5 separate regions of the Sus scrofa genome follow, and regions 1, 3, 4 and 5 are each linked to region 2. A link is a contact called in public HiChIP or PLAC-seq data. All regions are on one chromosome and are shown on one strand. Each heading gives the region's core, a stretch centred on a gene start, on an enhancer-like site or on the middle of the called end of the contact. The rest is flanking DNA. Distances are from core to core; before and after follow the strand shown.

Region 1 (2,786 bases), core at 192-2,691, 460 kb after region 2:
GCTACAGCTACAGCAATGTGGGATTCAAGCCACATCTGTGACCTGCACCACAGCTCATGACAACTCTGGATTCTTAGCCCACTGAGCGAGGCCAGGAATCAAACCCATGTCCTTATGGATCCTAGTTGGGTTTGTTAGTGCTGAGAACTCCTTAGTGGTTCATTTTATTCTCTACTTGAACTACCTGAATAAAATTATGGTCAATTTTGTTGTTTCTTGTTTTGGCGATGAGGTTTTGCTAATTAGATCATTTGATAAAGCCATAGGCTCATTAGATCAAAGTTTCATGCCCTGAAATTCACCACCCCACATTGAACCCCAACATAGTCACAGTGTTTGTCACAAATAGGACCAGATGCTTGATGCTCAGTGGTTGTAGAATGCATCTTCGTTGAAATTACAGTCTGAAATGTTACTTTTCACATAAGTTATCAATAAATGTCATCCCTTTTAGCTACATTTAGTTCTTCCATATTGAAGAGTATGTCTGAGGGTAAAGCAATAAGCGTCTGAATGGTACTAAAAATAGTCATTTACGTGTGTAACCAGTGTGAGTTGTTCCCTGACACTAAGAGTACAATAAATGCCACCATCTGTGGGGCATTTAATAACCAGCTCCCTAGACACACACACACACACACACACACACACACACACTCACAGTTCTACCCCAGTTTACACTATGCGGAAAAGCTACTCTGCCTGGATGGCCCCAGGGCCCAGACTTGAGAAACCCACAGCCTTTTTGAAATTATCTTCCCAGAGTCCATCAACTTCTCTATTCCTCTTTTTTTGGTAGGAAATTTGAAAGAAAAAGCTATTATATATTCCTGGAGGCAACCATAAACCTAGCAAGAGGCCTCAAAAGGATGGATCCAGCCTACACACAATTTTTTTTGTCTCTCGAGAGAGTTTTAAAAATTAGAAAAATTTTTCATAAATATATGGTTGTTCAGTTTCTCTAAAATGTCAGAAGATCCAGCATCCCCAGACTGTCATTTCCATGGGTGACAATTTGCTGGGGCTGAGTAGCAGCCCCCTTTTCAGGGGGCCCCAGTCACCTCAGTCCCTGACAGACTCACTCAGTTCCTTAGCCGACCTAGCCCTAACAAGATTCAAGTTTTGACCTGGCCTAAACATTAGGGCGAGGACAGGAGGTCTATAACAGTGAGAAAAACCTCAAAAATATTGATTCTTTGATGAACATGTCTGTAAGCACCAGCTCGTTGCGTGTTTGCATAACTTCCCTCTGTTTCAACTTCCCATAGCAACAAGCAAATAATTGCCCAAAACTTCTCACGGGTGAGGACATATTTCAAAATTCATATACTGACTCATTTCAATCTTCACAAAAACTCTATGGGGTAATATATTTTTATCTCCATTTTGAGATGAGGAAACTAAAGAACGGAATTAAGTAACTTTTTCCAGGTCACATTGCTAGAACTCAGTGAAGAGGGAAGAATTAAACCCAAGTAATCTGTCATCAGAGTCTTTGTTTTTAGCCACCATCACATTCTATCACGCCCTGCATTCAGTTAAAAATTCTATTCTTCAGAGTTCCCGTGGTGGCTCAGTGGTTAGCGAATCTGACTAGGAACCATGAGGTTGCAGGTTTGATCCCTGGCCTCAATCACTGGGTTAAGGATCTGGCGTTGCCGTGAGCTGTGGTGTAGGTCGCAGATGCAGCTCCGATCCCGAGTTGCTGTGGCTCTGGTGTAGGCCGATGGCTACAGCTCCGATTTGACCCCTAGCCTGGGAACCTCCATATACCACGGGAGCGGCCCTAGAAAAGGCAAAAAGATTAAAAAAAAAAAAAAAAAAAAAAAAAAAAAACCTATTCTTCAAAACATCTCTCCATGTCTATGAAAGATACTCTAGATCCTCAAAGTCACTGCCTATGGGCTCCCAGACACCCTGAATGTATTATCACCAAAATCATCATACAGCCCCAGGATTGCCAGTCAAACTTTCTGTCCAGCTTTGAGCAACAACAGTGTCTTATTCACCATTGTCAGGTGTATAGCAGACATTCAATACGTCTTTGTTGAGTGAAAAAAATAAAACACGTGCTTTGTTTTTTTGCTTTTTAGGGCTGCACTTGAAGCACATGGAAGTTCCCAGGCTAGGGTCAAATTGGAGCTATAGCTGCTGGCCCATGCTACAGCTCCAGCCACAACCACAGCAACTCAGGATCTGAGCCGCATCTTTGACCTATACCACAGCTCACAGCAACGTGGGATCCCTAACCCACCCAGTGAGGCTAGGGATCAAACCCGCATCCTCACGGATACTTGGAATTGTTTCCTCTGTGTCACAATGGGAACTCCAAAGTGTGTTTTTAAGACTTTGCATGGCTACCCTCTTGCACCAAATTATCATCACATCGAAATCAGACCCATTAACATCCTAGTCTCATTGCCTCTGGACTCCCATCTTTCCACTGCTATGTTCTCCTCCACAAAGGCAGACGATAGCAGCTGGTGCACAGATATTGTGAGGATTTAATGAAATGTTTATAAAGTGCCTAACCCAGTGTCTGGTAGTTATAAAGCACTCACAATGTAGTACCTACTGTGGTGGATGCTACTAGAATATTGCATTTAACATCCTTTTTATAAAGTTATCCCCAGGTCCAACATAAACTCCTGCCTCCAGCCGGCATGTGACTTCTTTTTCATCCCCCCTTGTGATTCTCCATCTGGCATAAAGGACAAAGTGCCAAAAGCCACAGAAGAAGTAGGTCTCAGCCCCTAGGAGCAGAAATTGTACTTGAGAATTTGGAA
Region 2 (2,833 bases), core at 302-2,801:
TTGTCTTTTGAAGCAAGATTTTGGTAGGTATTCTAATTATTATTTTTTTTAATTTTTTTCTTTTTTTTCTTTTAGGCATATGGTAGTTCCCAGGCTAGGGGCAGAATCTGCGCTATAGCTGCCAGCCTACACGACATCCACAGCAACTCCAAATACTAGGCATGTCTACAACCTATGCAGAAGCTCATGGCAAGATCCTTAACTCATTGAGCAAGCCTAGGGATCTATCCTGTGTCTTTGTGGATAATAGTCAGGTTCATTACTGCTGAGCCTTGACAGTAACTCCTGTATTCTAATTCCTAACTGCCTTTTGGCAGCTCTTCCCATTTGCTTTCTTGGGCTCTTTCTTTTGGTGAATACAGTAGACTATTTGCTATTCTTTATCAAACCATGTACTTTCTTGACTCTGGACACTTGTTCTTGCTGTTCCCCCTGCCAATCATGCCATTCCCACCTCTCTTTACAAACCAAAGACCTACCTACCTTCAAAACTTAAGTCCAATGTTTTCTATTTTTTGAGCAGCTTTTTGTAATCTAAGCAAAATGATTTTTCCCCTTCCCTTTGAGCTTACTTGTAATAGAGCACTCGTCATATAAGAAAATTGTTTGTTGATGTATTTTGTTTTCTAACTCCAAAATTAGGATCCTAAGGGCAGGGGAACTAAGAGATTAGTAAATGGTTGAGAACACCAATGATGAGTGAATAGATGTACCTGTCTGAAATTAGCTCACATGCTTGTTCACAGAACTGTCTTGGGAAACACCCAGAATTATTTCAAAGGCAACAAAAGTGTCCTGGTTTGTTGGTAGGTGGGGAAATACAAGGGTTATATCAGCAAGGCTGAATGAAAAGCGTAGTCTGGATCTTCACAAGAAAGCATATTTCTTTGATTAAACACATCAATTGGCAAAAGCCCCCAATCATGGTTAAGAGTGTTATTTTGCTGAAAACTCAAATCAAGAAACACTCAAAGGAAAACAGCCATGATGGGTATCGTCCTTGAGGTGGATTTTTTTTTTTTTTCTTTTTGATTTTTAGGGCCGTACCCTTGGCATTTGGAAGTTCCCAGACTAGGGGTCGAGTCAGAGTTGCAGCCTATGCCCCAGCCACAGCAACATGGGATCCTTAACCCACTGAGCAAGGCCATGGATCAAACCCACATCCTTATGGGTACTAGTCAGGTTCATTACCACTGAGCCACAACAGGAACTCCAGTGGTGGATGATTCTTGATGGCTGTGTTGAAATTTTGGCTTAAGAGGAGAAAAATGCTAGTGGGCAAAGGAGTTAGGGGAGAGAGTTCCACGGGGAAATGCTGGGTTTTGGAAAACTCAGAGAAGAAAAGGATCCAGAGATATAGTCTTGGGAGATCTGGAACAGCAGAGATGGGCAAGTGGGACGTTTTTCATCCCCTTGGATGAGCTGAAGCACAGCTCCCCTAGAAAATTCTGATAAATTGCCACTAGATGACGCTGTTTCCTCATTAGGCAGATAGGATGTCACCAGGGTGGCCCCACTCCACAGAGGCAGGAGTGTCAGCCTCAGGGCCTAGGATCTGCTTCCAGCTCTGCTCTCTGCAGAACGAGGCCTGGAAGGAACGGACCTCTGAGGCTGGAGGGATCTTTCATTTGTAAAACAAACCAACAAACAAAATCCTGGACTGGGTCATTTCTAAGGTCTCTCCAATTACTTTTTAAATTTCTTTTTTTTTTTTTTAATTCAAACCTCAGTGACGCCTTTTATGTGAATAAACACTTTGTACAAACATATCAATTTTTATTTAACAAAATCTCATTTAGATACATAAACTCTGTACACCATGGCACACCTGTGTGGACTGGTATCCCTTCTGGGCCTAAACATTTCTCACGTTAAATCTTATTTCTGCCCTCAAAGAACTGTGGAGCTAGAAAGAATCTTAGAGGGTGCGCGTTTCTGTCCTTTAGTTTTCATATCTAATATCTAAGCATAAGCTTCTCTGGGGGGGCGGGGTAGAATCATATCTTGCCCATCGCCACCCCCTTTTAGGGGCCATAGTTCCGCAACTACGACTTGTGCTCCAGGGCTGTTCTGCCTTGCATTCTCTTATGCAGGCTATTTGATATCACATGTAGGTTTTGAAGCTCTATCAAAACGTACTTGACCACTGAATAAAATGAATGGCATGGAACACCTCTCTACTGGGTTTGAGCTACTTTTCTCGCCTACTCTTGGGACAGGATTCTACAAACAGTGCTTTGCTCTGTGTTTGGCTCAGATGGGTTCAGTTAGGTGGGGCTTAAACTCTAAGGCAAGAATATGGTGCTGGGTTGAATGCTGTAACTGTGTCTATCCCTTCCCCCCAACTCCAGAGGAAGTCCCCAACTCCAGAGGAAGTCCCCCAACTCCAGGTCTCTGCCTCGTGCTTATCCTTCCTGGAGCCCCCGTCATTTTCACGCACAGAAGGGCTGCTTTTCCTGGTGAGTCCTCAAGGTCATTGGTCTGCTGCTTCCTATAGTAATCGTAACAACAATTTATCTCCTGTAAACAAAACAGCATATCCTTAACCTACATACCACGGTTAAAATAGTATCCTAGTAGGACAAGAGTTGCTGACTGTGAAAGAAAATGGGCAAAAATAAGGGAAAAAGAAATAAGGTTTGAAAACTCAGATGTTTTATTCCATGTCTTATAGATGGCAGTGATATCTATTTCTGCCTGAAAAAGAGGATGGACTTCAATTTTGTTCTTCCATTTTCTTTATACAGCTTCATGAAGACAGTTTTTAGTAGGTATTTAAGAAAAAAGGACAAGCATGCAATGACTCCTGAATGTACTGATGACCCCCTAATGA
Region 3 (2,752 bases), core at 89-2,588, 390 kb after region 2:
TATCAAATCTATTATTAAACAGAGTGCCAGATCACTATTCTACTGAAATGTTCAAATTATCAGCTAAGTTTCTTAGTCTGAATAACAGTCATTCCTACAATGTCAAAAACTCAAGAGAAGTTACTATGACACACTACCGTCAACCATTCAAAGTTTGAACTTGCCTTGGACTATGTTTATGCTTACAGTCACTGTACAGTGATAACAGCCAATAGATATCAATCCCTTACTCTAGGGGGCACTATGCTAGACATTTTCCAGACAGCTTCTCATTTAATCCTTACAAGTCTGGGATGTAGGCATTACTTTCAAAATTTTACATGAGATAAATTCTTAGGAAGATGATATAAATATTCCTCAGTTACCAAAATAATATTTTTAATATTGTCAAGCATGTTGAAATCATTATTATAAATCTATTATAGATTTAGTAGTAATTGAACTAGATATTTTACATTTGCTGAAGTCCATGGATGTTAGAGTGATGATATACCTAATTTGTTCAGACTATTCAAGTTCTTTGGCTACAAACAAGAGAAATAGATTCTGGTTAACTTTGGTGAAACTAAAACATATTGGAAGGGCATGGAGTAGCTCATAGAATCATAGGGGAAAAAAATCTGGATTATTGAAAGGATAAAAAACACAAAAATTCCCAACATCTAGGTAGTAGGAACTAATATGCCAGTTTCTTCAGGAAAATATCACTGAGAGGATCCATTCTGGTCACTTCCTTTGAGCAGGGCTCACAATTTGAATTTCTGGGCGGGTAAACTTGATCGGCCAAGCTTGGGCCATATGCCTTACTATTTTTCAAAAGGATGTCAGGGATCTCGATTATTGGCAGAAAGTAAGGAAAGAGGATTTCCTTAAGGGAAAAAGAAGGTTCATTTTCCAGAAGATGGGGAAGGGGAACTTAGGCTAACAAAAACATTAGTTGTCCACAGCAGTGCGTGACAGAGCTGAAATTTCAACCTCAATCCACCCTAGGTCTTTTGCTTTTAACCATTTTCCTAATTTCTTCAATCATTCATTAGTAAAATAATCCCAGTGTAGCTAAGTGATTACAAAGTGATTATTATAAATATATGATAATTATTGCATAGGGCATGGTAGAGCTGCGTACAAATTCCATGATTAATACCAGCACTCACAAAAAGTCTCAAGGGAATCCAGTGGCAGGTCTTGCTGATGATTTTGGCATCTTGTTTGCTGGTCTCCTTTGTGCCATGGCCTGATTTGGGGGAAATTCTATTAGCAGCCAGACTGGTCTAATCAACCAAATGTGAGTTGTCTTAGTTCTCAATTCAATTGTAGAAGTGTGCACTTCCTTTTTCCATCCATCTGACATCAGAAAATTAACATTATTTCTACACTTAGTATCATTGAGCAGTTTCATACGTGGTTTACTGTTTCGCTTATGGTTTACTGTCATCAGCTTTGGGAAACAAAATATCCACTCATATTTTAAAATTTCCAAGATCATTTTCCATGTAAAGTCTATTTTTCCACAAAATTTCCATAGTTTTTATAAATGTGTAAAAAGTTTATAACAGGTTATAAAATTTTGCTTTTTAAGTTAAAGGTAGGTTTCAGATTGTAAAGTAGCTATCTGAAAATCCTTTTGATATTTTAAAACCCTCATCATTCAAGACCTTAATTCTCCAAAGCTGTGACATATTATTTTGAAATGCCCAAAGAATTCACTTGGAACTGTAAAACCAGGCTTCTTCTTTTCTTATAAAATATTTTGTATGTTTTAGTACCTCTTGATCCTGGTGAGTAAAACTAAATCATTAAAATCTAGCAAAGAAAAAAAAGAATTAAAGAATGAAAGGAAGGAGAGAAGAAAGGAAGAGAGGAAAGAAAAAAGGGAGTAAGAAAGGAAGGGAGGAAGGGACGCAGGAAGAAGCAAAGAAAAGAAAAAATACACAAGAATTATTCTTCAGTAGTTCCCCTTGTGGCTCAGCAGGCTGTGAACCTGACTAGTATCCTTGAAGTTGCGTGTTCAATCCCTGGCCCCACTCAGTGGGTTAAAGATCTGGTGTTGCCATGAGCTGTGGTGTAGGTCACAGACTTGGCTCAGATCCTGTGTTGCTGTGGCTGTGACATAGGCCTCAGCTGTAGCTCCAATTCAACCTCTAGCCTGAGAACTTGCATATGCCACAGGTGCAGCCCTGAAAACCAAAAAAACAAACAAAAGAATTATTCTTCAGTTTTCAGTACCAATTATTGAACCTGTCAGGATGTGAAGTAGAGCACACATTTATACACACACAGTCTCAGTTGATGGCAAAGATAATCACTTCTAAAAATAAATGTAAGTTTGTGAAGGAAATGAAAGGATAAAGAAAAAAAAAAAAAAAGGAACCATGACATTACTGCAACAAAATGGACTCTGGCTCTGGTACTGTAAAGAATTTAGCAGGAATCCATTTGTTGTTTTTAAAAGGGCTTCTGAAGGTTCAGCTGGACTTAGGAGCACAGGGGCTAAGGCTGTTGCTCTAGACTCTGGGAGCTCCAGCCTCAGCTCTGCTGTTGAATAGCTATAGGCTCCAAATCAAATCCTGCCACATTATTTCTGTGGGCCCCAGTTTCTCATGTATAAAACAGGGATAATAAAACCACCTACCACTCTGTGTGGGAGATAAACTTCCAATGTACTCAGAATGGTGCCTGCACTTTGTATTATTATTATTATTATATGTATGTATGTGTGTGTATGGAACTATGAAAAGTATGTTGTAGAAAC
Region 4 (2,798 bases), core at 51-2,550, 440 kb after region 2:
TACTAACAGTTTGTATTCAACTATGTACACATATACACTGCATCTCTCAGGGGGTGTGGGTTAGCAATCCTGAAACTGTCTTATGTTGAACCAAAAGTAAATCTACAGTGGATAATAAAAGAAAGGTTTCTCACTGTTGGAAAAGAAGAGTTACAAATTAGGAGAAGGGAAGTTTAGGTAGAATACATCCTATAGTGTTGCATCAGAAACAGAGATATCTGTATGAGCTCATGGATTTAAATGTGTGTCTATAAATGGGCTGCCTCTTAGCAGTGATAATCTAGAATTCCTCTCCTTTATTTTTTTTTATTTTTTTTATTTTTTGAAGTCTCGTGTCGAGGTCCTTAAGAGAAGAAGAAAAATATTTTTTAACCAATGTTTTTAAGAAAAGTAAATACCAGACTCACACTAGGAAATGCTATTCCAAAGGAGGCCAGAGAGGATGTTACTAACCCAAAGCAGAGACTTAGGGTGGAACTCAATAATGGAGGGGGGAGCAGTAAACAAAAAATACTAATAACAGCTAAGACAGGATCCCTGTTCTCAAGAGGTCTTGATCCAGGAGCCATGTTCTAAGGATGGCAAACTCCATTTACTCCATTTAATACTCTTAAAATAGTCACATACTTAGAGGCTACCGCTTTATTTTAATGAAAATCTCTTGACCTGCAGAATTTGTTTAAAGACAGAAGTTCTTGTCTTTCACACTTGAGAGAAAAGAGCAAATCTAAACCTTTAGGGCCGTTTTAAACCAAGTTTGAATTAACAATGCCTGATCCAGGGAGTTCCTGTGGTGGCGCAGCGGTTAACGAATCCGACTAGGAACCATGAGGTTGTGGGTTCGGTCCCTGGCCTTGCTCAGTGGGTTAAGGATCCGGCGTTGCCGTGAGCTGTGGTGTAGGTTGCAGACGCGGCTCGGATCCCGCGTTGCTGTGGCTCTGGCATAGGCCGGTGGCTACAGCTCCGATTCAACCCCTGGCCTGGGAACCTCCATATGCCGCGGAGCGGCCCAAGAAATAGCAACAACAACAACAAAAAAGACAAAAGACAAAAAAAAACAAAAAAAAAACAAAAAAAAAAAAACCAATGCCTGATCCAAATAAAAAGCAGAGCAATTCAAGAGCCGATACCAGGGACTCTTCAAACAGACTTAAACTTACAAACAACCAACTTTCTCCAGAAAACTTTCCCATCTGTTAGTCACTTGCACAACTTCAATGAGACATTAGTCAAAGAAAGAGGCTTGACGCCACGTGGAATGAGTCACTCCCAGTTCAGTGAAGTCTCTGAGGGTTAGTGGCAATCCGTCCACTTCTCTGTTTCCAAGGAAGGATTTATTTATTCATGAGATCAAGAAGGAGCAGATGACTGTAACACTTCACATCAAATAGAGACATGAATCACAGAATTAGCAGGTACCCAAAGACTCTTGTTGATGGAGACTGTGAAGGGAGCTTCTCTCCACCACGTCCTCTGAAGCAGAATTTTCCCGTTTCTGCTTTATCACTGACGGTGTGGTCATGTCATTCTCTGTAAAAATACTTGTACCCTACTAACTTCTGTAACTTCTTTCTTATTCTGACTGGAAGAGCCAAGAGAACAAGAAAGTTTAAATCAGACTTTACTGTGTTTGTTTCCTTTGCCTGACTGAGCATTCTGAGGAGTTTACCACAGGAATAGAATGGAAAAATTGAAAGATATAACCATAAATCATTATAGGAGCAAAGCCCTAGCAAGGAGCTAAAATGATTATGCACAGTCCTGTTTTGGATCTCAAAGCCATGGCTCTAGAAAGAGCACTACTACTTAGAAAATTCATCCTATAGTGCAGCTGAGAGCTCAGGTTTTTCGAAATGTATTGAATAATGTATTTTAATTGAATACATTGAAATTTATTGAATATTGAATAATTGCTAAGTCTAAAATCTCGGACTTATTCATACAATAAATAATGATTGTTTATGATGTACCAGCCCCTGTCTAATTACTGGGGAAATAAAGACAAATAAAAAGATGGAGAAGTTCCCATTGTGGCACAATAGAAGTTAATCCGATTAGTAACCATGAGGCTGTGGGTTTGATCCCTGGCCTTGCTCAGTGGGTTGGGGATGGGGCATTGCAGTGAGTGGGGTGTAGGTCGTAGACTGGGCTCGGATATTGCGTTACTGTGACTGCGGTGTAGCCTGGCAGCTACAGCTCCATTTCGACCCCTAGCCTGGGAAACTCCATGTGCCGAGGGAGCAGCCCTAAAAAAAAAAAAGCAAAAAACCAAACCAAACAAAAACCCCCCAAAAAAACAAAACAAAAGATGGACTTTGCTCTCATCAAACTTAGGAGTGAAAGAGATTATATAAACAAAATGAACAAATCATCTGACACAACATAAAGTTTGAGAAGGATGAAGAAATAGCAAAAGGAAAGGGCTTTTAATCGTGGAGGTGTCAGGAATCCTGCAGAAACTGACATCTGAGCTGGTTCTGAAGGAGAAATAGGAGGACACCAGGCAATCTTTGGGGAAAAGGAAAGTGAAGGAAGAAGAGGGGCAGGGCTTTCTTGGAAGCAAAGAAAACAGCAGGTGCAAATGAAAGCATGAAATAGTATCTTGTACTATATAAAACTCAAAGACAGCGTGAGTTAGACGGGCGAGGCGATAGGAAGCAAGCAGGTGCCTGGTGTGATGGGAGCAGATCATGCTGAAGGTCATCAGCCAGCCAGAGCCACCTCTATCAGACCCACTCTTATGCCCAGCATTGAACTAACAGTCAACTGGATGCCGGGGAGAGGTCTTCAGAAGAGAC
Region 5 (2,700 bases), core at 91-2,590, 490 kb after region 2:
GGCCATAAACTCTTTTAGCCTCTCAGATATCTACTGTTATTGTTTGTTTTTCTACTTTTCTTGATTTACTTTCTCTATTTGAATTCAAGAAGCATTTTGTTTTGTGAAGAAGTGAGGTATTTGGATATTCTTGGGAACAGCTGATGCTAATGTGCTTTAGCTTAAATTACATTATTCCTCCCCACCTACCACGGGGCAAAAAAAAGCCATAGGAACTGGAAAACTACCAGAGGCTCCTAAAGCCTGTCAGAGGAAATGGCCTAATTCTTTCTTTGAAACTAGAACAAACAGACAGAGCCAAACACTGAGTATTAACAAACTGGAAATCTTTTTTCTATATTGTAAATCTTTTTTTTTTTTTTTTTCCGTCTTTTTAGAGCCACACCTGCAACACATGGAAGTCCCGGGATAGGGGTCAAATCAGAGCCGCAGCTGCCGGCCTATGCCACAGTCACAGTCACAGCAACTCAAGATCTGAGCCATGTCTGCGACCTACACCACAGCTCACAGCAACCCGGGATCCTTAACCCACTGAGCAAGGCCAGGGATAGAACCTGCATCCTCATGGATACTAGTGGGGTTCTTAACTCTGTAAGCCACAATGGGAACCTGGACATTTTTTAAAAAATGGTTTACTAAGCAGAAGCATAAAATAATCTTAAGGACAACATTTTTTTTTTTTTTTTTTTTTTTGGTCTTTTTGCCATTTCTTGGGCTGCTCCTGCAGCATATGGAGGTTCCCAGGCTAGGGGTCAAATCGGAGCTGTAGTCACCGGCCTACGCCAGAGCCACAGCAACATGGGATCTGAGCCGCATCTGCAACCTACACCACAGCTCACAGCAACACTGGATCCTTAACCCACTGAACAAGGCCAGGGATCAAACCCCCAACCTCATGGTTCCTAGTCGGATTCGTTAACCACTGAGCCATGACGGTAACTCCCCTAAATATTTTTTTAATTTTGTTAATTGTAGTTTAATATAATTTATACCTTTGTAATCCTATGTATTTTACTTAATTCATTAACAATTTATTCTAGGAAGGGATTTCTAGACTTTGCCAGATTGCCAGAAGGGATCTAGGCTCAAAAAGTCAAGAGGCCCTGTAGTCATTCCCCTTCCTTAGTCTGTTCTTCTGACCTTGAACTCTTCACTCTTGACCTGGCCAACACACACTCTCATTCCTCAGGGCAGGATTGAAAGGTAGCCCTTAAAAGTGCCTTCCCTGATCCTCCCAGATTGGGAGAACTTCCTGTCTGTTTCGTTAGCAGTGAACTTCCCTCAGTTATGGGTTGATTTCACTATGATTCAACAATCGTTTCACCGTTTGACCCTTAACACACACATAAGCTCTTTAAAATGAGCCCAGTGGCTTTATTCCTGTTATATCCGCTGTGCCCAACCCATAGATGTGTTTAGTTATTCTCTGTTCAACTCTGAGTGATTCTCACCACATTTTAGCAGCATGCCTTCCTGGGCCATTCATTCATACCAACATTTATTCTGAATCTGCTAGGTTCCTGGGATTTTCCAGGCCCTGGAAATAAGGCAGAGGTTATATAGAAAGTAATTCCTGACCTAGATGCTTACAGGCTCATGAAGGGAACTAGTCGATAAACAAAGTTTGGAAAGTGAAATATTCCAGTCACAGAAGAACACTACTGTGTGATTGCTGTAGTATAAGGTATCTAGAGTAGTCAAATTCACAGGGACAGAGAGTACCAATGGTGGGTGCCAGAGGCTGGGGGGAGGGGCTGTCAGGGATGAAGAGGTACTTTTTAATGGGGTACAGATTTTCAGTTTTGAAAGACTGGTCTGGAGATGGGTGGTGGTGATGGCACAACAATGTGAAGAACGGAACTGCACACTTAGAGATGTTTAAAATGGTAAATTTTATGTTATGTAAATTTCACTACAACATTTAAAGATTGGTCTGGAGATGGGTGGTGGTGATGGCACAACAATGTGAAGAACTGAACTGCACACTTAGAGATGTTTAAGATGGTAAATTTTATGTTATGTAAATTTCACTACAACATTTAAAAAGTAAAGCACGCTGTAGTAGATGGGAAACGTGCTAAAGAAAAATAAAGATGAGAAGGAGGAATAGGAAGGGCTGAGAGGTAAGAGGCTGGGACAGACCTCAGGGCTGTAGGATTTCTTACCTGTTTTTGTTCAGGGCCTGAGCTACAGGCACCCAAACCACATGTTTGGAAGAGGATTCAGAAAGCCCTAAATCTTTCATCTGATCATCCGTGGGTACTAAAGCAGAACTTTTGTAATACAAGTTGCTAAATTTCCAAGACTTGGATGCTTTTCATTCCTCCAGCACCTTCTGGAAAAAGCATACAGTCCATGAGTGAAATCCTCAGGAAGAATATTTGGCAACTCAGATTGTCACTTGGACCTACCATTTATCTTTTCCCGTCCACTTTTCAGTTTGACATAAGCATTTTGCCACTGCGCGTCATCAAAGAATTATGAGACGATTTGAGGAGGTGCATATGATTCATTTTTGAAAATCAGATAATTATATCTGATTTATGTCTTCAGTGTCCTCATAAATCACCTTAATATCCATGCTTCCTTGAGTTTGGCTTTATACAATTTACTTTCCTTAACTCAAAAAAGATAATCAGGTGTTCCCATCATGGCGCAGTGGTTAACAAATCCAACTAGGAGACATGAGGTTGCGGGTTC

The links. HiChIP or PLAC-seq counts read pairs in DNA pulled down with a chosen protein or histone mark.
Region 1: a contact with region 2 is called in an H3K27ac HiChIP or PLAC-seq map of alveolar macrophages. The contact joins two enhancer-like sites. A contact is called at or near these places in 1 of 47 Hi-C or Micro-C datasets (skeletal muscle) and 1 of 2 datasets of contacts at active chromatin or transcription factors (alveolar macrophages).
Region 3: a contact with region 2 is called in an H3K27ac HiChIP or PLAC-seq map of alveolar macrophages. The contact joins two enhancer-like sites. A contact is called at or near these places in 1 of 47 Hi-C or Micro-C datasets (embryonic fibroblasts) and 1 of 2 datasets of contacts at active chromatin or transcription factors (alveolar macrophages).
Region 4: a contact with region 2 is called in an H3K27ac HiChIP or PLAC-seq map of alveolar macrophages. The contact joins two enhancer-like sites. A contact is called at or near these places in 1 of 5 promoter capture datasets (liver), 2 of 47 Hi-C or Micro-C datasets (liver and skeletal muscle) and 1 of 2 datasets of contacts at active chromatin or transcription factors (alveolar macrophages).
Region 5: an H3K27ac HiChIP or PLAC-seq map of alveolar macrophages shows a contact between it and region 2. The contact joins two enhancer-like sites. A contact is called at or near these places in 2 of 47 Hi-C or Micro-C datasets (both in embryonic fibroblasts) and 1 of 2 datasets of contacts at active chromatin or transcription factors (alveolar macrophages).

Annotation. Positions count from the first base shown.
Region 1 is chr1:29,610,745-29,613,530 of Sscrofa11.1, forward strand. No RefSeq gene overlaps it. Among named protein-coding and RNA genes, the nearest start is that of SGK1, 140 kb to the right of the region's middle. Within about 2 kb of position 1,442, at least 7 of the 83 cell types and tissues checked have an H3K27ac peak or open chromatin away from gene starts, as enhancers often do. A contact at or near this core is called in alveolar macrophages, where this site is marked.
Region 2 is chr1:29,150,645-29,153,477 of Sscrofa11.1, forward strand. No RefSeq gene overlaps it. Among named protein-coding and RNA genes, the nearest start is that of ALDH8A1, 91 kb to the left of the region's middle. Within about 2 kb of position 1,552, at least 18 of the 83 cell types and tissues checked have an H3K27ac peak or open chromatin away from gene starts, as enhancers often do. A contact at or near this core is called in alveolar macrophages, where this site is marked.
Region 3 is chr1:29,545,318-29,548,069 of Sscrofa11.1, forward strand. No RefSeq gene overlaps it. Among named protein-coding and RNA genes, the nearest start is that of SGK1, 200 kb to the right of the region's middle. Within about 2 kb of position 1,339, at least 2 of the 83 cell types and tissues checked have an H3K27ac peak or open chromatin away from gene starts, as enhancers often do. A contact at or near this core is called in alveolar macrophages, where this site is marked.
Region 4 is chr1:29,593,846-29,596,643 of Sscrofa11.1, forward strand. No RefSeq gene overlaps it. Among named protein-coding and RNA genes, the nearest start is that of SGK1, 150 kb to the right of the region's middle. Within about 2 kb of position 1,301, at least 9 of the 83 cell types and tissues checked have an H3K27ac peak or open chromatin away from gene starts, as enhancers often do. A contact at or near this core is called in alveolar macrophages, where this site is marked.
Region 5 is chr1:29,643,526-29,646,225 of Sscrofa11.1, forward strand. It overlaps a transcript of SGK1 not described here. Among named protein-coding and RNA genes, the nearest start is that of SGK1, 100 kb to the right of the region's middle. Within about 2 kb of position 1,341, at least 2 of the 83 cell types and tissues checked have an H3K27ac peak or open chromatin away from gene starts, as enhancers often do. A contact at or near this core is called in alveolar macrophages, where this site is marked.